Linked DNA regions of Mus musculus: regions 1, 3, 4, 5, 6 and 7 are each linked to region 2. A link is a contact called in public Hi-C, HiChIP or PLAC-seq and promoter capture Hi-C data. All regions are on one chromosome and are shown on one strand. Each heading gives the region's core, a stretch centred on a gene start, on an enhancer-like site or on the middle of the called end of the contact. The rest is flanking DNA. Distances are from core to core; before and after follow the strand shown. Region 1 has its middle 170 kb from the start of Gm36528. Region 2 holds the start of Auts2 (autism susceptibility candidate 2). Region 3 has its middle 210 kb from the start of Gm36528. Region 4 overlaps Auts2 (autism susceptibility candidate 2). Region 5 overlaps Auts2 (autism susceptibility candidate 2). Region 6 has its middle 140 kb from the start of Gm36528. Region 7 has its middle 99 kb from the start of Gm36528.

Region 1 (2,771 bases), core at 2-2,501, 380 kb after region 2:
TTTTGATTGATTGATTGATTGATTGATTGATTGATTCATGTATTTTCTCACTGTACATACCCCATCCCAAAATGCATCTGATTTTAATCTTGTGCATGCCCAATTATGCACAGGTTTTCACTGGTAAGTAGAAGATTCTCCCAAAAGTGTACTTGAAGGAGACACTTTGCCTCACTGGCATGTACCCAAAACCAGTTCAGACTGGATCAGCCATTCAGTTTTTCTTAATGGATACTAAGGAAGACACTTGAATAGGGACTGTTGAAATTTTATTGTTAGGGATAAGAGAAGTCTGAACTTTTGTTCAGAAATGGGAGTGTGTGAAGCCCGATGTGGGTTGGCTATCATGAGTGCAGCTGCACATTGGTGTTCCAGGAGAGTGAATCCCTGGAGCTAGAGTTACAGGCAGTTGTGAGCTGCCCAACAAGTGTGCTGGGAACCGAACTCAGGTGCTCTCCAAAAGCAGCAATTGCTTTAAGCACTGGGGACTCTCTCCAGCCTTGCTCACTCACTTCCGTTAACTTGGTTTTCCTGATTCTTGCCCTCCCTATTGTCATAGCCAATTCTGCATACAAACTCCAGGCTAACAGGACATCTCTCCTTGTCCAGCCAGGAATCAGAGGCAGCCTGACCAAAACCATGCTCCATGGACTGCCCTTCAGTCACATGGTATAGGACATCTTTTCTCTACTGTTAAAAAAGGACACTCAGTATGTGGCATGAGTCAGAGCTCTTCTCAGTGCCCCTGCCATGGGGCCTTCTGCCTGTCCATCTATGCTGTTAGTATCTCTTTTAATAAACCTTTTATTAAAAGGAAAAGCTGTCTCTGAGTCTCCTCTGAGCCCCAAATTTGTAATCTTTCAACCATCAGTGATGATTTCAGCCCCCATATAGAGGAGGATAGAACCCCCAAAATTTAAGTTTCCTGAAAGTATCTGTGGAGGAGAAGAGATTGCAAAACCATCTCTTAAGATAGTCGTTTATAAAATCCTTTGGTTAAGTTTACAAATGAGACCCTCTATAAAACACCATATTCACTAGGGAAATAATTCCAGGATTGATCTAAATCCTTTAGTCTCATAGTATTTATGTAAACATCTGTCTCAGTCGGGTCCCTGCAGGAAACAGATGGTGTACTCCAAAGGAGAAGCTAAAGGGAGTGGAGAGACAGGACTATTTACACAGATGTGGGCTGGGTTAAGCCAGCTGCCAGAGGCAGTCAAGTGTCTAGGCTGTTACTGCCTCTGGGTCAGAATTAAGAATGTGGGGGGCGTTTCCACATTCCTCAGGACCTGATTCCATCAGAGGAGCCCGCCCTGGTAGGATATCCCTGGATGAAGAAACCCAATCACTCCCGAGCTAGAATAAAAAGACAGGGAAAATTAAGAGCATATAGGAAGGCAAAGAAGCTCATCATCCGGGGGTCTAGTCTGCAGCTTCTATTGGCTGAGCATCAAGAACCGTCAGCGAGAATCGTGATTGTCTAAGAAGACAATATGCATTTTCCCCAAGAAGTAACTCAAATGAGAACAGTAAAGAAAACAACAAACGGGGACCGACCGAGGAGGTGGCAGAATGCTCAGCTAGCATGTGCGTGAAACCTTGGTTCCATTCTCAGTGTCATGGGATTTGGAGTGGTGGCACATGCCTCTAATATCAGCACTTGGGCAGTGTAAGCAGGAGGAGAAAGTCAGGGTCATTCCCAACCATGTCACTATTTGGAGGTGGCCTGGTCTGGGTAAGAGTGCTTTCTAAACAAGCAAACTGTGTGTACTTAACATGATGTTGATTTTACCCATACCAGCGCTCTTATGCCTACCTCTGAAGGAGGTGTGGCTTTTTTGGGGGTAGGTGTGGCCTTGTTGGAGAAAGTGTGTCACAGGGGGTGGGCTTTTAGGTTTCAGTTGCTCAAGCCAGACCCAGTGTCTCACTGTCTTTCTGCTACCTGCTCACCCTAATATAGAACTCTCAGCGATCTCTCCAGCACCATGTCTGCCTGCATACTGCCATGTCTCCCACCATGATGACAGTGGACTAGACCTCTGAAATTGTAAGCCAGTCCTAGTTAAATGCTTTTCTGTATAATAGCTGCCATGGTCATGGTGTCTCTTCACAGCAATAGAAACCCTAAGTTAGATGCCTTTCACCAGCTGAGAATCCCTGCACAATTAAGGTTTGCTTCACCTCCTTCCCATCTGTAAACCTGTAGAACTCTATCCAGAAACCCCATTTACAGGAACAGGACATGTCCCAACCCCTTGTGCCACCCTAGAGGTTTCTGGTTTAAGCTTATCAGTTTATAAATCCATCCACAAGACACCCTCTTAGCACCACCCTATAATCACACTTACTAAAAAGAGAGAGGAAAGAATAGAAAGTTTCTTAGCAACTGGTTGAGATGCAACATGAGAGCCACCAAAAATGATATACATTTTGACTGCTCACACATATAATCGTGACTCTCCCTTAAAAAGCCCATACCCACATTGGGTACATCCCATCTTTCCTGACCATCCATTTTCTCTTAATCCCTTTGCTTAAAAACCTGTATTAAAAATATCTCTAAATAAACTTGAATTTGGCTTCATATCGACTTCCTTGAAATTCTTTCCTGTGTCAAATCCAAGAATCTGGTTTTATCTGAGTAGAGGTTCCTAGGAGGTTATGGGAACTCCTCAGGCTGAGTTGATTCTGGTGATCCCATGGAGCGATGCCTCTGTCCCTGCACTGTTGACGGGTATAGGTACCACACTGAAACTTCACTTTATAGG
Region 2 (3,096 bases), core at 284-2,783:
GGAGCCCGGGTCCGGCCGGCTCCTATACCACCCGCCGCACCGGTTCCTAACCCGGCCCGGGAGCGTCTCTCCCGGTCTCGCTGTGATCGAGACCTCCGCTTTTTCCGGAGTCCATGTCCCCGCGTCGGGCCATCCATGGTTCTTTTAACCGCGCCGGGGATCTTCCCCGTTCACCTACCCGCGCGCCACAGGCTCGGGCCGCGGCCACACACACACACACACACCCCAAGAAGAAAAAAAAAATTGACACCGAGCCCCCCTTCCTCCTGCACGGGCTTTTCCCTCCCGCCGCGAGGAAGGGCGCGGGGGAGAAAGCGGCTGGGAGAAATAAAAAAAAAAAAAAAAAAAAGAATCCGAAGAAGAACAAGAAGGGAGGGCAGGGGGGAAAAGAGAAAGAAAAAAGGGGGAAGGGGCGGGGAGACGGGGAGGGAGGGACGGGGAAGCGAGAGGGCGAAGTGTGGGGCTCCCCTCTGCACCGAGGGTCGGAGATGCCTGCGAACAGCGCCGAGCAAAGTAATGGCTGAACACACAGGTCTCCTTTACAGAGGAAAGGGGGAAAAAAATAACTCACCAAGCAGGCAATAAATCAGAATAGCGGAATGCTTTGATCAAGAGACTGGGGAAGCCCTCCCCGCGGCCATGCTCTCTCCCCACCACTGAAATCGCCTTGCTTCTCCCTTTCTCTAGAGACCCCCCAAAAAATTTTAAAAAAAAAAAAGCCCGAGGTCCGAAAAGGTCACGGTGAAGTGAGGGGTGGGTGGCAATGAACTTCACCCGCCCCCTCGTGCAGGAAAACACCCCACACCTCCGCCTCTCTCACACACTCGCCTCGCAGAAAAACTCACTCCCGGGCTCCCAGTCTTTTTTTAAGAAATGCATCCAAGGGAAGCCAGGGCTGGAGAGCGAGCTGAGAGGGGCGAGACCCCCCAGAGAGGGGAGCATAACCACGCAATCACAAGCGGAGACAGAGGTTGCCCGAGGAAAGGAGGAAGGGAAGGAGGAGGACGCTGAAGCAGTTGTGGGATTTTTTTTTTTCGGTCTTCAAGGGGGGGAGGAGGAGAAAAAGATGAAAGAAGAGAAGAATTGCAAAGCCTGGCGCGTGCCACCGACCCCCTCCTCACATACACATGCACGCACGCACACACACAAATTGTAGATCTCCCCCCACCCCCAGTTCCAGAGGTCACCCTTCTTCCAAAAAAATTTAAGATAAAATTATAAAGGGGGAGGGGGTGAGTCAGTCAACGAGGAAAGCAAAGAGCAGTCTCCAACCCGAGATACACCGGTGTGGTGGCGCCGCCGCCTCTTCTTCGTCTTCTTCTTCTTCTTCTTCTTTTTCGCGTCGCCCCGCCTGAGGAAGAAGCGCTGCGAGATGCCGCTCGCTCTCTCGCTCACTCGCTCGCTCGCTCTCAGCTAACGCTGCCTCAGCCGCCGCCGCCGGAGCCCGGAGCCCGAGGGTGCACGGCGTGTCCCCGGGCGGCTGCAGCCAGAGCCCGGGCACGGCCTCATCCTCCGCCCGCCTCGCTCACACAGCGCCCGCTCCTCCCCCTCCGGCCGGCCCACCGCCGCCGCCCGCCTCGGCCCAGCCCCGCGCCCGCCCGCTTGCCGTCTCCCTCTCCCTCTCTCTCTCTCTCTCCCCCTCTCTCGCACGCGCGCTCGAGCTCGCTCACCGGCGAGCGCTCTGGAAGACCGCCCTCTTCGCGCCTCGCTCTGCGCGCGCTCCCGAGGACCGCCCTCCTGGCTCTGCACGCGCTCCCGAGAGCTACCCCCTCCCCTCACGCCTCACTCGGCGCGCTCCCGAGGGCCGCCCCCCTTTCCCCCTTCGCGGACTCCCGAGAATCTCTCACGCCTCGTTCTCTCTCCCCCTCCCCAAAACCCCCGGCACCACGGGGCGCGCTCCCGAGGGCCGCCCCTTCCACTCAGGCACCACTAGCTGCGCGCTCCCGAGAGAAGCCCCTCCCCTCGCGCCTCTCCCCCCCCCCCGCTCTCTCCCACGCGCGTCCCCGTCCCCCCTCCTCCCGCGCGCCTCGGGCCGGGCTAGATCACGTGACCCGCCCCCCTCCCCTAGTTGTAGAGTGTGTGGAAAGCAAAAAGGCTGAGGGGCTGGCCACCGCTCCACGAGCCCAGGGCATGCGCGCTGGGGCGGCCGGGCCTGCGCACTTGGGGGCGGAAGGGGTCTCCAGAGGCTGTGGGGGGTGTGTTGGAGGGGTCGGTCACAGGCCGGTGTGGAGTTGAAGTTCGAGGGCTTGGAGGCTGCCCCAACATCCCGCCAAACGCACGGAGGACTCGCGCGCGCACGCGTAGCAGGCACCTTTCTCCGGACACTTGCTCCCGGAGTGCCTTATCTCCTCCACTCCTGAAGCTCTTGCTGGCTCAACTACTCTGAAGTACCTCTAGGTGTTTTGCCCGCGCGCAAGCGCGCGCCCGGTGCAAAAAAAAAAAAAAAATTTTTTTTTTAAATAAAAAGTGCTTGCAGCGCGGGGAAGTGCAAAGTATGGACCCAAAGAGGTTGCACTTTGGGGACAAGAAGAGTAGTCAGTCTAGTGCTGCGTCCAGGCTCATCAAGCAAGAGTTGGAAACTTTCCCCCGACCCCCTACTCTGCGTGGTAGAACACTGAATGCCAGAGTGCCCCTGAACCCAGGCGACCCCCGCCCGGCCAGCACTTTTGGTCTCTCTGTGGGAGACACTTTGAGGAGGCGCTAGCCGCTTTGGAGCAGCCAGACACCGGGAACTTGAACCTGGAGCAAGGGACTGAGTAGCTCGGGGCCGTCCCAGTCTGAGGACTCCAAACCGCCATCCCCCTCGCTGCAGACTTCGCTTACTGCTTAGCTGCAGGAGGATGGAGCAGAGGTGGCTTCCCTACGTTTTCCACCACGATGTAACGGATGCTTATAAAAAGTTGTATTAAAGAGCTGACTACAGCCCAGAATCGATCAACCAAAGCGACCAGCCTCTCTGGATAAAATAGCTGTGCGTTTTTTCAAGGCACTTGGAATTGATCTATACTCACCGACAGTCTTCTCTCAGCAATCTCTTAGTTGCTTCTCTTTCTGTCCAAGCACATAAACACTGTGGCACATCACCCCTCACCCCTA
Region 3 (3,079 bases), core at 534-3,033, 430 kb after region 2:
TCTGTCTGCACAGTGTGACAGGGTAGGATGTGGCTGGCTTAGATGGGATGCCTCTGCAATGCAGCAGGGTGTGATGGAGGACTCCAGCCAGCCAACGAGCCAGGGGCATCAGATGGCTTGCCGTTTCTCTGTAGACTTCCATTAAGGATTAGGATTTTCTTATGTGTGCACATGGAGGAGGCATACACTGTGTATATGTGTGTGTGGTCTATGCATGTGCACATATCCTAGTGAGAGACTGTCTCAATAAACAAAAAATGGACCAGGAGATGGCTGAGTGCTTGAGTGTTTGCTTGACTACTGCGAACTGGAGTTCAGATCCCCAGAAACTCATATAAATGCCAGGTGGCCATGGTGACCCACCTGCTATTCCAGCCTTGGAAGGCAGAGATCAGGGATCCCCAGAGTAAGCTGGCTAGGGAGACTAGCCATATCAGTGACATCTGGCTTTGGTTCAGAGATCCTGCCTCACTGTATAGTTTGAAGAGTGACTGGGGATGATTCCTGCCATCAGCCTCAGGTCTCCATGTCCAAACACACACACACATGCACACACGCACACATGCACACACGCACACATGCACATATGCACACACACATATATCCATGTACATGCAAAATATACACACACGCACAACACACACACATACACTCATATATATCTATGCACATGCAAAATATATACACATACACACATGCACAACACACATACACTCGTGTGTATCTATACACATGCAAAATATACACACATGCACAACACATATACACTTATACACACATCCCTGTGCACCTATACATATGCAAAATCTGAACAATACACACACGTACAATACACTCACACACAACATACAAATCCCATGAACGCTTCGGCCAAGCGCAGGGAGACTGGCTGTGCTATCCTAAGCTGATATGCTCTTCATCTGAATAAACTTTACCAGGGTTGATCTCCCAGGTTTTCACATTGTCCTGATTGTCCTTGGAGCAAAGCAATAGCCATCTTATGGGGAGCTATTGAGACCCCCCAATAAAAGATCATCTAGTTGGGCTTGTTGATTGTTTATACTGCCTCATGGAGGGCTGGAGGGTCATGAGACTCTCACCTGAGTAGCTGCTCTGCACCACCTATTGTACACAATTCTGCCTAAATTGCCTGTGCCCTGGGGAAAAGGCCAGGGAAGAGTAAGGAAGAGGAGCTCCCTCTGTTTGGCTACAGGGATAGGCTAGGGACCAGTACCCATGTAAGTAACCTTTCAGCTATGTTCTACATGACCTCCAAAAAATCATTGGTTACCATTGTGAATTTTGCTGGAATCAGGCCTCCATTTGTCATTGGGACCCTGGGGGAAAGGGTAGACATTGTTTTTATGTGTCCCCTGGAAAGAAATCACACATTTACTGTGAACTGGCCCACCAGAATCCCCAGATATGAGACCTGGAAGAGCTCTGAACATACAGGAAGGGAGTGTGAATTTCTGAGCTGGTTGCTGGGAGGACCTGGAGCTTCAGGGAGTAGCTAGCAAGCGGGCTACTTTCCTTTCCTAGGAAAAGCCCCCCCCCCCCACACACACCCTCCCAACCTCCTTCCTGGGCTCCATTCCAAGTTCACCAGGCAACAGCGCCTCTTCATGCTGGTTCCTGACTCGCCATTTGGGTTTTAGGAAATTCGATTTTGGAAAACACATCTTGCTTTCATTCCTTTGAGCTTGTGCCTTTGAGGATGTGGTTTAGAAAGAGGCTGTGTGGGGCTCCAGGCCAGAAGGCAGCATCCCTGAGCCAGAAGGAATCAGCTTATCCATTGTAAGGCCCATGGCAGCTGACGTGCCTCCATGAGTCGATCTGCGACTGTCCCACTCTGTTCTGCTCCTGTCCTTACAGTTGGTGGCTTCATCCCTGAAACACTCATTCTTGTACTGTCTGCTGGTCCCCACATTCCTGCCTCTGGGGAGCCATACATGTCCTCCTGTTCTTCACGTGTGCCTCCTGTGTATGTGGTGTATGTGTGTGTGTGTGTGTGTGTGTGTGTGTGTGTGTGTGTAAGCAGGCCACAATGCCATGGTGCATTGTGGAGCTCAGCTTGTAGGAGCTGTTTCTCCCCTAAAGTGCGGATGCTGGAAATTGAACTCGAGTCATCAGGTTTGGTGGTAAGTGCCTTTACCCACTGAGCATCTTCTATCTGCCTCCTTTGTTGTTCTTTTTGAGACAGAGTCTTTTAACTCCTCTGGAACTAGGCTGGCCAGCGAGCCCCAGGGATCTCTTGTTTTATGTCTCCAATGTACCATCATACCTAGTGTTTCTGTATGGTTTTGGTGTTCAAACTCAGAGCAAGTACTTGATGCAGGGAACCATCTCCCAGCCCCCGGATGAAGTACTTGTTGAGGGCTCTCTGCTTCGAGCACTTTCAACAGCAGCAAATGAAATTCTTCATTTCTCAGGGAAGGCCCTGAAAGGGAGGGCAGAGTTTATCACAGAGTCAGACAATACTTCCCCAAGTGGCCAGTCAGTGTCAGGCTTTGAATGTCTCCCACAGGCTCGTGTTTAAAATGCTTGACCTAAGTCTGGTGGTGCCATTTTAGAAGAATGTGGGACAGAGGTGAAGGAAGTGAGTCACTGTGCTGGGCCCCTGCATGCTCATACACAGATATCCAAATAAGCATACAGAAATAAAATTTTAATAACTGAAGGGAGTGGACAGTTTAGCAGTTAAAAACATGTGCTGGTCTTGCAGAGGGTCAGAGTTGAGTTCCCAGCCCTTTGTGTGGCAGCTAGTTTATAACTACCTAACTGTGATTCCAACTTCAGGAAGATCTACTCCATAGGGATATGATGCCCTCTTCTGGCCTTCTTAGGTACTGTACCCACATGTACACATACACACACACACACACACACACACACACACACTTAAAAATAATAAAGTAAATCTTTAAAAACTACCCCATGATATTTTTGTGCTTTCTGCCCATTTCAACATTTCAAAGCTATTACGTTTGGTCATTTAGGCAATACAATAGTTCCTGCATCTCAGGCTGTGGTGTCTGAAATACCAGGACAATTGATCTCCTCTTGCCAAGTCTTAACT
Region 4 (2,945 bases), core at 4-2,503, 410 kb before region 2:
GACTATAGGGCAATATACTCTCTATATTCACTACACTATTTCTTAACCTCCCAAGGGAGCAACAACAGATTCATCAAGAATGCATTCTCTCACACAAGGAAATCTGTAAAATCTCTCCACACTGGATATCCAAATTTAACACCCGCCTTCTGTTTTTACCCAGCATCTTAGGTTGTTAAAGGCATTGCTATCACATTCTTAGGTGACCACATGTTAACTGTAGACAGAGCACAATGAAGTCTAGCGTCTACACTTGATAGCCAGTAACACAGGACCAGATTGAGGACTAGGAGGTAGTAAGACCTGAGAAACATGAAAAGTGAGAGAAGAGTGCTAAGAAAGGTGCTAAAATATATGACCAGTAAGAGATACTAACACTAGTTAAACCACAAGGATAACCCAGCCAAAAGAAAACAATAAAAGACAATCTTGGGGAAAAACAACCCTAAAAAACAACATATAAGAAACAGACATACCCACAAACATGAGTTGTTCTCACTGGTCATATCAAACTAATAAAGCTACTGTCCTATGAAAGAAAGGCTCCTTGATGAGCCTGCTGATCAGACCTGTGGCTGTAGGGGATCTCCTTGGTTACTAACTGATGCAGGGGCTCACTCTATCTGACACCTTCCTAGGCAGGTGGTCCTAGACTATGTAAGAAAGCTAACTAAACTCAAATCCAGGAGCAAGTCAGGAAGCAACATTCCTCTGCACTCTCTGCCGCTACGTTCCTGCCTTGAGTTCTTGCGCTGACCTCTCTTGCTAATGCACTGTGACCTGGAAGTGTAAACCAAATAAGCTTCCCTCCTAAGCTGCTGTTGGTCAGTGAGTGTTTTATCACAGCATCATAATGAAACTACCATAAAAACTAGTACGACGATGGCAGAAGTTTAAAAGAGCCAAGTTCTTGGCATCTAACAGAGCTTCAACTAGACAACTCCCTCTCTGTCTCCTGTAGTTTCTTTCCTCCCTTAATTCCAAAATAAAGAACTCATCTGAATGTCTATTAACATACATTAAAGAGGACCCCGTGTTAATGCCTACTTCCTTGAAAATGCCATCTATCACCTCCTAGCTATAAAGCTCCTCCTAGCCACACACTCACGAAGCTAGGATGTGCTTCCAACTCTAGAATAAACGCACTAAAGAGGATCTGCCAAAAACCAAGTTGGCATGGTATAAATCAAGCACCATCTACAAACAGCCAGAACGTCCCATGCCAAGCTGAAGAAAATTGCCTAGCTAGATCTCCAATTAGGCATTGGAAGCATCCACAAGCACTTCCTCTGAGTATACTATTTAACATCCTTCTGCAAGGCCAATCTGCATCCCATACTGTTAGGAGCCAAGCCCACAGAGGCTCACAAGCAGCCCCTGGGCCTCTCTGCCCAGTTCTATTTCACAGTGCCAATGTCAAAGCACTGGTTGCTGGCTGTGACTAAGACCGGGCAAAGGATGTGGAAGGCAACACATGGAGGCTCCAAAGAAAGGAAAGTGTTAGGAATCCGTGGCTGCATCTGAAGCTGTACTCACCACTTTCTAAGGAGGCTGCTCCCTTGCAGAAGCAATTGGCAGTAGACAAAGGATGTCCTAGGTACCACCCAGAGCTCTGTGTACCACACCTGCAGCTGCAGGGCCTGTCAGCTGTGACTGATCCTCTGCAAGCTGAGCCAGCACATTAAGGGTCTGGCAGCTGACAGGGAAGCAATCCTTCAGTGAGAGAGAGGGGACAGAGTGCTGGGAGGTGGCACTCTACACGCCCTATCCTGCTCATTGTTTTCTTGGCCTGGCAGAGGCTGATACGTCCTATATTTCACTTATCAAATGCTAAACACAGAGTGCTGGCTCAGCTTCCTGGGGGAAGGAAGGGGTGAGTAGTTGAGGGAAGAGGAGGGGTGAGGAAAGGAGAGAGAGGAGGGGGTGGGAGGAAGTGGACAAGAAGAGGGGGAAGGAGAAAGGAAAGGGAGGAGAGATAAGAAGAGGAGGAAAACAGAAAGGGAAAGAGAGCAGGGAAAGGGGGCCAAGACTGACTATTCTTTTGATCCAAGTGGAACCCCTGTATCATACCCAATTATGAAATGACCAGTGATACACACTGGAGCAACAGGTGGATGCAACACAAGACCAGAGGTCAGGGTTTCAAAATTTCTTTCTCCCAGCTTCTTGTGACAGGGATTCATATAGCTCAGGCTGGCTTTGAATTCACTATGCAGACAAGGATGACCCTCAACTTGATTCTCCTACTCTCAGAAGTAAGACACAGATCTCCAAGCCTAAGAGCCACTACTCTGCCATCATCAGAGCAGATGTGAATAACTGCTAGAAAACATCAAGAGACCTATTGGGGCCAGAGAGAAATGGATCTATAGTCTGTGCTCTTAACCACAAAGCACATATTACTCTTGAAGGGGACCCAGGTATGAATCCCAGTTGAATTGCAGGTAGAGTAGCTCAGAACCCCACTTGCAATTCCTCAAGGGAGTACCTGCTCTCTCCACAGGTATCGGTACACTCTCTTGTGCACATATTTTCCCTTCCTCCCTCTCTCCCTCCCATCTGTTTCTCTCAGGAAAAAAAAAAAAATCAGACATGCCAATGTTCTTTCATAGAAATCGGGGGGGGGGGGGGCACTACAATCTTACCTTAGATTCCAGCCACTCCCTTTGACACCTCCCTTCCAGTCTCTTCCAGTTTGTTTTCTATTGTTATGATAAAATACCAAAAACAACTAGGGGGAAAAGGTTTTTTATTTGATTTCATCGAGTTCCAGGGGGTAGTAGTAGTAGTAGTAATAGTATCTTCATTGTTGTTTATTTTATGTGTATGGGTGTTTTGTCTACACTTATGTCTGTGTACCACCTGCAGGCCTGGTGCCCTGAGAGGCCTGAAGAGGGCAGGGGAACACCCTGGACATAAGTCACAGTCAGTTGTGAGCCACCACA
Region 5 (2,795 bases), core at 114-2,613, 430 kb before region 2:
TGAGAAACAACAGGAAAGGGAAAGCAGCTTTCATGGGAGCATCATTCATGAGAGCATCACACGATGATGCTCCAGGCATGTATATTAGTCACAAAACGAGGTCAGGTGTGCTGGTACACAGCTGTAATCCAAGCACTGAGATGGGGGGGGGGCGGGGGGGGTGTCAAAAGCTAAAGGTCAGCTTCAGCTACAGACTGCAGGTCAAAGCTACATGAGACCTGATCTCAAAATTAAGCACAATTAAATTAAATTAAAAGAGTTGTAGAAAAGAAGTGGGGACCAGGACATGTCTCAGTGGTTGAGGGCATTTGCTGCTCTTGCAGAGGACCAGAGTTTCATAGTGCACACACTAGGCAACTCACAACTACCTGTAACTCTAGCTCCATGGGAAATTAATATTGTCTTCTGTGTTATGCAGACATTTGTACTCATACATACACACACCTACCTATCTACACATGCACACATGCGTGCAGCGCGCGCACACACACACACACACTAAAATAAGTAAAATAGGAGTGGGAGAGATGGCTCAGGAGGTTAGAGTACGGATTCTTACAAAGGACCCAAGTTCAATTCTCAACACCTACATGGAGGCTCACAACCAAGTGAAACTCCATTTCCAGGGAAGTCAATGCCCTCTTCTGACCCGTTCAGACCTAGTGGAGTCAGACATACAGACGAGCAAAAACATTCATCAGCATTTAATAAAGTCTAAAAAGAAAAAACACCTCAAAATAATATGCTTATAAAGAATCAGGAAGGGGAGGGACCACAGTGCGATACTGGCATTCTTATTAAGGAGTGAGCTGAGGCTGCTTTCCTGAAGGCATACTGTACTGACAGCAGTAGCAAGGAGGAGATAGAACAGCTAGCCTCAGACACAGTGACATCAAAGGTCTGCAGTAATTTCTTTATAAACCAGCCCTAGGAATAAATAGAAATGGCACAAAACGTTCTTTGAGTTTTAATATCTGAAGCTAATATAACTCAATGATGCTGTGGAACAGAAGTCCTACCGAATGTCAAAGAGCATTTTAAGAGCTCCAAGAGACTTCATAAAAAAAGATTGTGTCTGTATGACTACAGACACACTTTTACTCATATAATACATCTAAGATGCATCAGATAATAAGAGCCGCCTGCAAAGACTCTGAAAAACCACACCACTGTAAGACGTCTGGAATCAAAACAGCCGCTGAACTCTGGGAGGAAAATTCAGGCTCCCATCCATCCGTGGATTTATTCAGATCTGCTAACAAGCTTGCCGTGGGTCCTGCGAGACACAGCTACACATGAGTCAAGGCCTCTCTCAAGCATCCACAAAGGCCTCATGTGGGATATAGGAGGTGTCACTGGTGAGCCTGGACTGAAACAGATTCTCCCACAGAAAGTTCCAGAACAAGGCTGCAAAAGAGAACTAAACAGTGCCATCTGGTGCAAGAAAAACAGGGAGAAATAGGAGCCGTGGAATTTCCAGCCAGAACCTTGTGTTGAACCTCTGCTGGTGTGAGAATGACTGCTTTCTTTTCTCCTTCAGAAAAATGCCCTAGTGTTTCATGCATAATTCTTCACGCGTTATTTTTTTAATACCATTTTATAACTTTTCAATTAGCATAATCCAAGAGTAACTGAGCTATAAGAACTCTGAAGCCATTTACCATGCTTTCTTTTTTTATACTATGTAGTGACTCTAGGCTTCTTAGTTCTAAATATGACATTTTGGGGGTAAAATTCTACACTTTTTAAAAATGTATGCTCAATATTTGTGAGGAAGACTCATGTACTATTGAATGATTTATTGAAGACTTGATTTCTCCAGTGTTCCAAAAACTGTAACAAGTTATTAAATTACAAAAGAATAAAGCGTCAGTTGACAAGAGGGTGTATTATTTACTAAGTCAACCCACAAAGGTTCTTTAAATAAATTCTTTGTTCCTTTCCTTTTCTTTCTTTTTCTTTCTTTCTTTCTTTCTTTCTTTCTTCATCATCTTCTTTTTTTTTTACTTATTTCCTTTACATCATGCTTACTGCCCCCTTACCAGTTACCCCCTTCCATGATCATTCCTCCACCCTCTCCCCTCCTCCTCTGAGCAGGTGTGGACCCACTTGGTATCCCCCGACCTTTCAAGTCTTGGAGGGGCTAAGTGCATCCTCTCCTACTGAGGCCAGACAAGGCAGCCCAGCTAGAAGAACACATCTCATGTATAGGCAACAGCTTTTGGGATAGCCCCCCTCCAGTTATTCAGGACCCATATGAAAACCAAACTGTAATCTGCTACCTATGTGCATGTTTTTTGGTTGGTAGTTCAGACACTGAGAGCCCCAAGGGTTCAGGTTTCTTGACTCTGTTGATCCTCCTCTGGAGTCTCTCTTCTCTTTGCGGCTAGCTATCCCTCCTCCTATTCTGCCACAAGAGTCCCAGAGCTCCATCAACTGTTTGGCTGTGAGTGTCTGTCTGTCCGAGTCAGCTGCTGGGTGGAGCCTCTCAGAGGCTATTTGGAACAGTAGCACAAACATTGTATAACACCGTCCTTGAAAGAATCCAAGAATATATCCTAGGTTGACAAAAATAACATGGCTAGCTTACTGTCAACAAAAGAAATAAACAAAAAAGACAAACTGACTCACATCCCTGGATATTAGAATATTACTTCCGGGTTAGAGAAATGGCTGGGTGGTTGCAGACAATTGCTGTACTTGCTGCTCTTGCAAACACCCTGGGTACGAAGTCTGCTCAACAGGACCTGTATGGAGCCCCTCCCAACAACATCACTAATCCAGCGCCACAGGAT
Region 6 (2,832 bases), core at 61-2,560, 350 kb after region 2:
CTAGTCACCGAGATGAGACACCTGATAGGAGCAACTTGGGAGGAAGGGTTGAGTGTCTTGGGCTACACTTTCTCGTGGTAGGGGAAGCATGGCAGCCCCAGACGGAGGCCGTTTTAGCTGTATCCACAGTCAGGAAGCGGAGGATGTGGGGGCTCAGCTCTCCTTTTCATTATTCTAGGACCCAGTCCATCCATCTCCCACTCAGGGTGGGACTCCCCATCTCAGTTAATTCCTTCTACAAAGCCCCTCACAGGCATGTCCAGAGGGCTGTCTCCTGGGTGATTTTAGACCTTCTCAAGTTCAGGCTCAATATTAACCATCAGAGTAAGAGAGCATCACTACCAGCCCCTGAGACAGTCCTGATTGGAAGATACATAAACCAGCTGGAGATGATGTCTGAGTTATTACTGACATGAGTGGCTGAGGTTCTGGCTTCCCTATGTTCTGTCTCATTGAGAGATGCTGCTTTCCTGGTTCCTGCTGGGATGAGACCTTGTCCTAGTATACCTGGTAGGGATCCACACTTTTCTCTCTGGTCTGTTCCTGGAGATGCCTCTGACCACTTCTAGATAGTGGCCAATTTCTCTTTAGACGTGGGCTAGCTGCACAGTCAAGATGTTCCATATGGAATGAGACCCAGTCTAATGATGCATATGGATAGATATCTAGACTAGGATTTCCATTTGTTCAATGGTTCTCACTCTTTGACATGTTCTAGAATCTTCTGGAAAGCTTGCCAGTTTCATACGGCTAAGCCTTGCCCTACTTTTTTTGTTTCTGAAGGTCAAATACAGCAAGATCCCTACCCCCGGCCCTTCTGTATGTGTGTGTGTGTGTGTGTGTGTGTGTGTGTGTGTGTGTGTGTGTGTGTGTTTATAAGTGGAATTCAGAGTTGTAGTTGCTGATCTGCCTACGCAGTCTGGCCAGTGAGCTCCAGCTGGTCAATATTCCTCCTGACTCCCTGTGCTGGGATTTTAAGTGCATGCCACCACGACTCTTTGCCTTGAGTCCTGCGTTCCAACTCAGTTCTTCATGCTTGTGCCCCAAAAGCTTTACTGACTGAGCCATGTCCCACTCCTTGTACAAACCATTGCAGTAAGCCTAGGGAACCCTGCTTTGAAAAACCCTTGAAATTTCAGCAAGGGAAGCAGTGACTGGGAACAGAGAAGGCTCTGGTAGGAGGCCATGGTTGCTGAGTCTGCCCAGATGGTTCTCTGGAGCCCTTCCCCAGCAGGCACAGGGCCCACAGTGTTACTGCCAAGTTGGCATCCCCGTTCCTCCTGCCTGGGCTCTTAGCAGCAGGAAGGAAGGGTTATATAATCCACAGTGTCACCACCTCCAGCTCTAGTTTGCTCTATGCTCTGCCTTCTAAGGCAGATTCCCTCTGAGCACCTCTGCCAAGGAATTTCTGAGAGCAGGGATGTGGATGCTCTACTTGGAGAAAAATTATATAAAAGAGAAATCCCCCAAAAAGTTATTTTTGGACCCAGGTCTGGAAGCTCTTCCCCTAGGAAAATCAATGTCAGAGGCATAGATTTGGGGGAGAAATAAAGGTGAAGAAGGGGTGGTTGTGGTAGTGGTGGTGATGGTTCAAGAGGAGGAAGAGGAGGAGGAGGAGGAGGAAGATTGACGTAAAAAAATCAGCTCCTTTTCAATGAAGGACAGAAACAATGAGGGAAAAAAATCTCTTCATGGTAGTGTAGACTTGTAAATCTCAACACTCAGGAGACTGAGGTAGGATGATCAGGAGTTCTAGGCCAGCCTGTGCTACACAGTGAATTCAAGGTTAGAGTAGGTTACATTAAACACAACAAAATCAAACAGTAAGAGAAATAATGAAAGTAAGAGACAGATAGGCGAATAAAAGAGATGACCATTTGTGTCTTTTCTAAGAAAAGGGACAGATCATTCACAGGATTGGATACCACCTTGCTCCCCTCCTTTCATAGACAGATAGATGTTCACAGTGCCTGAGAAGTAGGTACCTGTGGTGGTTTAAATAGGTTTGGCCCCTGTAGATTCAGGTGTTTCAATGCTTAGCCATAGGGAGTAGGTGGTAGGTGTGGCTTTGTTGGAGGAAGTCCATCGCTGTGTAGACAGGCTTTGATGTCTCCTATGGATGAAGTTGTAGAACTCTCAGCTCCAGAGTCTCTAGAAACATGCTGCCCTGCATGCTGCATGTTTCCTGCCATGATGATAATGGACTAAAGCTCTGAACCTGTAAGCCAGCCCCAAGTAAATGTCTTCCTTCCTAAGGGTTGCGTTGGTCATGGTATCTCTTCACAGTAATAAAATCCTGTGACAGTACCTTTGATACTTAGAGTGGGGAAAGAGAGCTGGAGCAAAGCTAGGCCAAGTTAACTACCTGTTAGTTTTGGGTAAAACATTTCTCAAATGATCCCCATGTCTAGATGCAGACTTGGTAGACTCTAACCTAAGATTAAGGCCCTAAAGGTCGCTGCAGAGGAACCTAAGCAACGTCTACATCAAAACCAGTGGGAGACAGTGCACAGTACTGCTGTGTGACCCCTAAAACTCAAAATTCAAGTTAACTAAAACCATTCTTCCTTCCTTCTTTCCTTTCTCTTCCTCCCTCCCTCCCTCCCTCCCTCCCTCCCTCCCTCCCTCCCTTCCTTCCTTCCTCCCCTTATCCTCTTCTTCTCTCCCCACCCCCCAGTCTCCTTCTCTTTTGGAGACAAGGCTCTGCACAGTAGCCCAGGCTGCCCAACATACTATATTTAGTACAAATTAGCCTCAAACTCACAGCATTTCCTCGTGTCTCAGCTTCCCAAGTATTGGGACTTTATTTGAAGCCTATCATGGAGTCAGCCT
Region 7 (2,940 bases), core at 169-2,668, 310 kb after region 2:
CACTTTGTTAGGAGTGATTGTAAAGGTCCGGTGTTGTTAGAGTGTTATTCCCCTATAGTAGAACCTTTGTTCATTGTTGTGACAAAATGACAAAACAAAAGTAACATCTGAAGAAAGGAAAGGCTCATTGTTCAAAGCACAGTTCGCTGTAGTGAGAAAGGCATGCGGGCAGGAGCACAAAGCCACTGGTCACATGGCATTGTAGTCAGGAAACAGATAGGACAGACAGATAGATAGGCTTGTGATCAGCTTGCCTTTTACCTTCTATTCAGTCCATGTCCCCAGCACATGGGGGAAGTTCTTTCCTCATTTAGGGTGTGTCTTCCTCTCTCATTCATACCCTCCTGGAAAGTCTCTTATACACACTCAGACTTATCTCCTAGGTGATTCTAAATCTGGCCAAGATGACATGAGGAACCATCACAGACCCCACAGATTCATGTGGCAGATGAGTTGTCAGTGGGCTGTATTGGGAAGGTGATGGAACGTTGAAGAACTATAGTTTATTAGGTGATGATGAGATTACTGGACACATCATACCTAGAAAGTTTAATCATGGTCTCATGGCATAGGTAAGTTCTTGCTAGAGTGAGTTGTTTGGAAGTAAGCTTACCTACATGCTTGGTTTCTTTCACCCTTTGCCAAACCCCCTTTTCTCTGCTATGCCATGGCTATCACCACGGGCTAGAAAGATGGGGACAATCTGACCTTAGAGTTTTAGTCACTGAAAATAAAAGCTACATAAGACCTTTTTGTTTTCTTTAAAGACTCCCCATCTTCTGTTGTTACAGCAACTGAAAATGGACTTATATACAATTGCCTTTGTCCTTTTGCTATTTTAGATCTCCATTCTTACAGACCAAGTCCACTGGGTTTGTTAGCAAGGGGTTTTAGAACACCCTGTTGCTCTCAGAGCTTGGGTTCTTTCTGCCTCTGCAAAATACGACTGACATGGAACCGAAGAGATGGCTACGTAGTTAAAAACATTTGCTGCTTTTGTAGAGGACCCAACTTTGGTCTTTAGCATCTACATTATGTGCTTCATAACCACCTATAACTCCAGCTCCAGGAGATCTAACACCTTCTTCTGGCCTCCATGGGCAATTGCACGTGCATAATGCACATCCCCCGTGTGCATATAATTAAAAATAAAAACAATAAATCTTAAAAAGAACAACGGAGACTACTTCATTTCTAGTTAGAGAATAGCATCTATTCAGAGCAATGCAAGATAATGCACGGCCACAAAAAATATGGGGAAACAGGGCACTGGGCAACCCAAGAGAGCCATAGCTTAGGGCTGGTTTTGATGAGTATGCAACTTTCTGTGACTTACTGTGTTATTTGCCTGGATCTGAGAAGCCCTTCTCTCCAGAGGCCAATGATGGGGCTCCCAGGGCAATGTTTTACATTCCTGAACAACATCTGTTTTACATTCCTACCCTCTATAAATGCATGCTGTTGGCTACTTGCCTGAGCTCACTTCTCCCTCCTCCCTTCACAATTTTTCTCTCTTCAAGATAGCTTCTCTCTTTGGAAGAATGGGATCATTTCTCTCCTGAATAGGTCTTCTCATAGACAGAAAATTCCAAAAGCTGCATGTGGCCTTTGCTTTATGTATCCCATGGCCACGCCCAAGGAAACCAGGCTGAGAATGGCTGTGAAATCTCTAGCCAGACTGTGGCTGTAGCCTCAAGTTCCTGACTTTCTAGCAAGGCTTGTGGTTGGTTAAAATGCTCAAGGAGTTCTGTGTGTAGCTCCTAGAGGACTGAGTTCCAGGTCCTTCGCTCTTCCCCTTCCCACAGCCTCTCCACGTTCCCTCTTGCCTTCCCAGCTAATTGAAAAAAAAAGGGGGGGGGGATTGAAATGTAGTGAAAGCTAAGATCCTAGAATAGGTCAGGCTACCACACAGGTTCCAAACTAAACACCATCAATGCCAAGTCACTGAACTGTACAGACCAAACTGACAGTACCACATTTGCCTGCTGCTTCTGCCTTAAGACTTTTAAAGAGACAGTGTACATTGGTGTAAGATTCTTACAAAGGAAAAAAAAAGGTAAGGCAATTGTGTGCATTATAGCAATTAAAAATGACTATGCTCATCCTTCTGTCTTAGATTACCACTCTATAAAACAGATTCTACGGGGGAGAATATTTGATCTAAAAATGAAGAAAACTCTTACTACCAGAATTAAGTGTCAACCAGCATTTGGCCTCTGTAATTATTCATGTTTCTAATTTTGGTTATTACTGTCAATTTTGGAGGTAACTTGCACAGAGAGTGTAATGGTTTCTTGTTTCTTCACTGTGCCAAAACACCCGACATAAAGGATTTCTTTTCCTCGGTTTTAGTATGTTATCTTTAGCATAGTTACCTTTCACTCTTAAGTTGGAATAGTATGGAATCACCTGACTAGGGAGTCTCAATTGAGGACTGTCCAGATCAGCTCGGCTTATGGGCATGTGTGTGCATGTGGAATTGTCCGAATTATTAATTGATTTAGGAGGGCCCAGCCCACTGTGGGTGATACCATTCCCTGGTTAGGTGGTTCTGGGTTGTATAGAAAATTTAGCTGAGCGTGAACTGTAGATCAAGCCAGCAAGAAGCATTCTTCCACAGTATCTTTTTGAGTTCCTACCCTGACATCCTCTTTTGTAGCAATTTCCTGAAAGATAAAATATTCTATATTGGAGCTCATTAAGCTCATTAAGACACAAGAAGTTCTAAAGTGAAGTGAAACAGCCTGTCTTCCAGGAAAGCTCGTTAACTCAGCGGGGCGGGGGGGGGGGCAACTCAATAGTTCCAGGAAGTTCCTGAAACTGACCAGACTACTTCTCCAAGTATATATAAGCAGTAAGGACTATTTGAGAGATGCTCTCGGACAAGACTAGAAGAGGCTCAGACCAGCCAGGTTGTCTAGAAGAGGATCAGACCACCTG

The links. Promoter capture Hi-C pulls out the DNA fragments that hold promoters and counts their contacts. A called contact is a pair of places that touch in the nucleus more often than the background predicts. HiChIP or PLAC-seq counts read pairs in DNA pulled down with a chosen protein or histone mark.
Region 1: an H3K4me3 HiChIP or PLAC-seq map of embryonic limb bud shows a contact between it and region 2, with 3 times the contacts expected there. The contact joins the enhancer-like site here to the promoter of Auts2 in region 2. A contact is called at or near these places in 1 of 39 promoter capture datasets (hippocampal neurons) and 6 of 115 datasets of contacts at active chromatin or transcription factors (craniofacial prominence, embryonic basal ganglia, embryonic forebrain and 3 more).
Region 3: a contact with region 2 is called in a Hi-C map of neural progenitor cells, with 4 times the contacts expected there. The contact joins the enhancer-like site here to the promoter of Auts2 in region 2. A contact is called at or near these places in 1 of 39 promoter capture datasets (hippocampal neurons), 1 of 484 Hi-C or Micro-C datasets (neural progenitor cells), 4 of 115 datasets of contacts at active chromatin or transcription factors (craniofacial prominence, embryonic forebrain, embryonic stem cells and 1 more) and 1 of 9 other capture datasets (adipose tissue).
Region 4: a contact with region 2 is called in an H3K4me3 HiChIP or PLAC-seq map of forebrain, with 4 times the contacts expected there. The contact joins the enhancer-like site here to the promoter of Auts2 in region 2. A contact is called at or near these places in 1 of 39 promoter capture datasets (hippocampal neurons), 2 of 484 Hi-C or Micro-C datasets (ganglionic eminence and nephron progenitors) and 8 of 115 datasets of contacts at active chromatin or transcription factors (astrocytes, craniofacial prominence, embryonic basal ganglia and 5 more).
Region 5: a Hi-C map of cortical neurons shows a contact between it and region 2, with 4 times the contacts expected there. The contact joins the enhancer-like site here to the promoter of Auts2 in region 2. A contact is called at or near these places in 1 of 39 promoter capture datasets (hippocampal neurons), 6 of 484 Hi-C or Micro-C datasets (cerebellum, cerebral cortex, cortical neurons and 2 more) and 8 of 115 datasets of contacts at active chromatin or transcription factors (astrocytes, craniofacial prominence, embryonic forebrain and 5 more).
Region 6: a contact with region 2 is called in a promoter capture Hi-C map of hippocampal neurons, with 3 times the contacts expected there. The contact joins the enhancer-like site here to the promoter of Auts2 in region 2. A contact is called at or near these places in 1 of 39 promoter capture datasets (hippocampal neurons), 4 of 484 Hi-C or Micro-C datasets (cerebellar granule neurons, cerebellum and cerebral cortex) and 6 of 115 datasets of contacts at active chromatin or transcription factors (embryonic forebrain, embryonic hindbrain, embryonic limb bud and 3 more).
Region 7: a contact with region 2 is called in an H3K4me3 HiChIP or PLAC-seq map of embryonic limb bud, with 3 times the contacts expected there. The contact joins the enhancer-like site here to the promoter of Auts2 in region 2. A contact is called at or near these places in 1 of 39 promoter capture datasets (hippocampal neurons), 1 of 484 Hi-C or Micro-C datasets (nephron progenitors) and 4 of 115 datasets of contacts at active chromatin or transcription factors (embryonic forebrain, embryonic limb bud, embryonic midbrain and 1 more).

What each region holds. Positions count from the first base shown.
Region 1 is chr5:132,922,355-132,925,125 of GRCm38.p6, forward strand. No RefSeq gene overlaps it. Among named protein-coding and RNA genes, the nearest start is that of Gm36528, 170 kb to the left of the region's middle. Within about 2 kb of position 1,252, at least 18 of the 459 cell types and tissues checked have an H3K27ac peak or open chromatin away from gene starts, as enhancers often do. A contact at or near this core is called in craniofacial prominence and embryonic limb bud, where this site is marked.
Region 2 is chr5:132,541,687-132,544,782 of GRCm38.p6, forward strand. Auts2 (autism susceptibility candidate 2) reads right to left here and starts at 1,534. Exons shown (of 20, transcript NM_001363480.1): 1 at 1-1,534. The coding sequence starts at 137.
Region 3 is chr5:132,969,553-132,972,631 of GRCm38.p6, forward strand. No RefSeq gene overlaps it. Among named protein-coding and RNA genes, the nearest start is that of Gm36528, 210 kb to the left of the region's middle. Within about 2 kb of position 1,784, at least 10 of the 459 cell types and tissues checked have an H3K27ac peak or open chromatin away from gene starts, as enhancers often do. A contact at or near this core is called in neural progenitor cells, where this site is marked.
Region 4 is chr5:132,134,853-132,137,797 of GRCm38.p6, forward strand. The region is part of intron 2 of Auts2 (autism susceptibility candidate 2); the gene reads right to left. Among named protein-coding and RNA genes, the nearest start is that of 4930563F08Rik, 260 kb to the left of the region's middle. Within about 2 kb of position 1,254, at least 15 of the 459 cell types and tissues checked have an H3K27ac peak or open chromatin away from gene starts, as enhancers often do. A contact at or near this core is called in forebrain, where this site is marked.
Region 5 is chr5:132,112,293-132,115,087 of GRCm38.p6, forward strand. All of the region lies in intron 2 of Auts2 (autism susceptibility candidate 2), which reads right to left. Among named protein-coding and RNA genes, the nearest start is that of 4930563F08Rik, 230 kb to the left of the region's middle. Within about 2 kb of position 1,364, at least 12 of the 459 cell types and tissues checked have an H3K27ac peak or open chromatin away from gene starts, as enhancers often do. A contact at or near this core is called in cortical neurons and forebrain, where this site is marked.
Region 6 is chr5:132,891,546-132,894,377 of GRCm38.p6, forward strand. No RefSeq gene overlaps it. Among named protein-coding and RNA genes, the nearest start is that of Gm36528, 140 kb to the left of the region's middle. Within about 2 kb of position 1,311, at least 35 of the 459 cell types and tissues checked have an H3K27ac peak or open chromatin away from gene starts, as enhancers often do. A contact at or near this core is called in cerebellar granule neurons, cerebellum, cerebral cortex and 1 more, where this site is marked.
Region 7 is chr5:132,854,418-132,857,357 of GRCm38.p6, forward strand. No RefSeq gene overlaps it. Among named protein-coding and RNA genes, the nearest start is that of Gm36528, 99 kb to the left of the region's middle. Within about 2 kb of position 1,419, at least 25 of the 459 cell types and tissues checked have an H3K27ac peak or open chromatin away from gene starts, as enhancers often do. A contact at or near this core is called in embryonic limb bud, where this site is marked.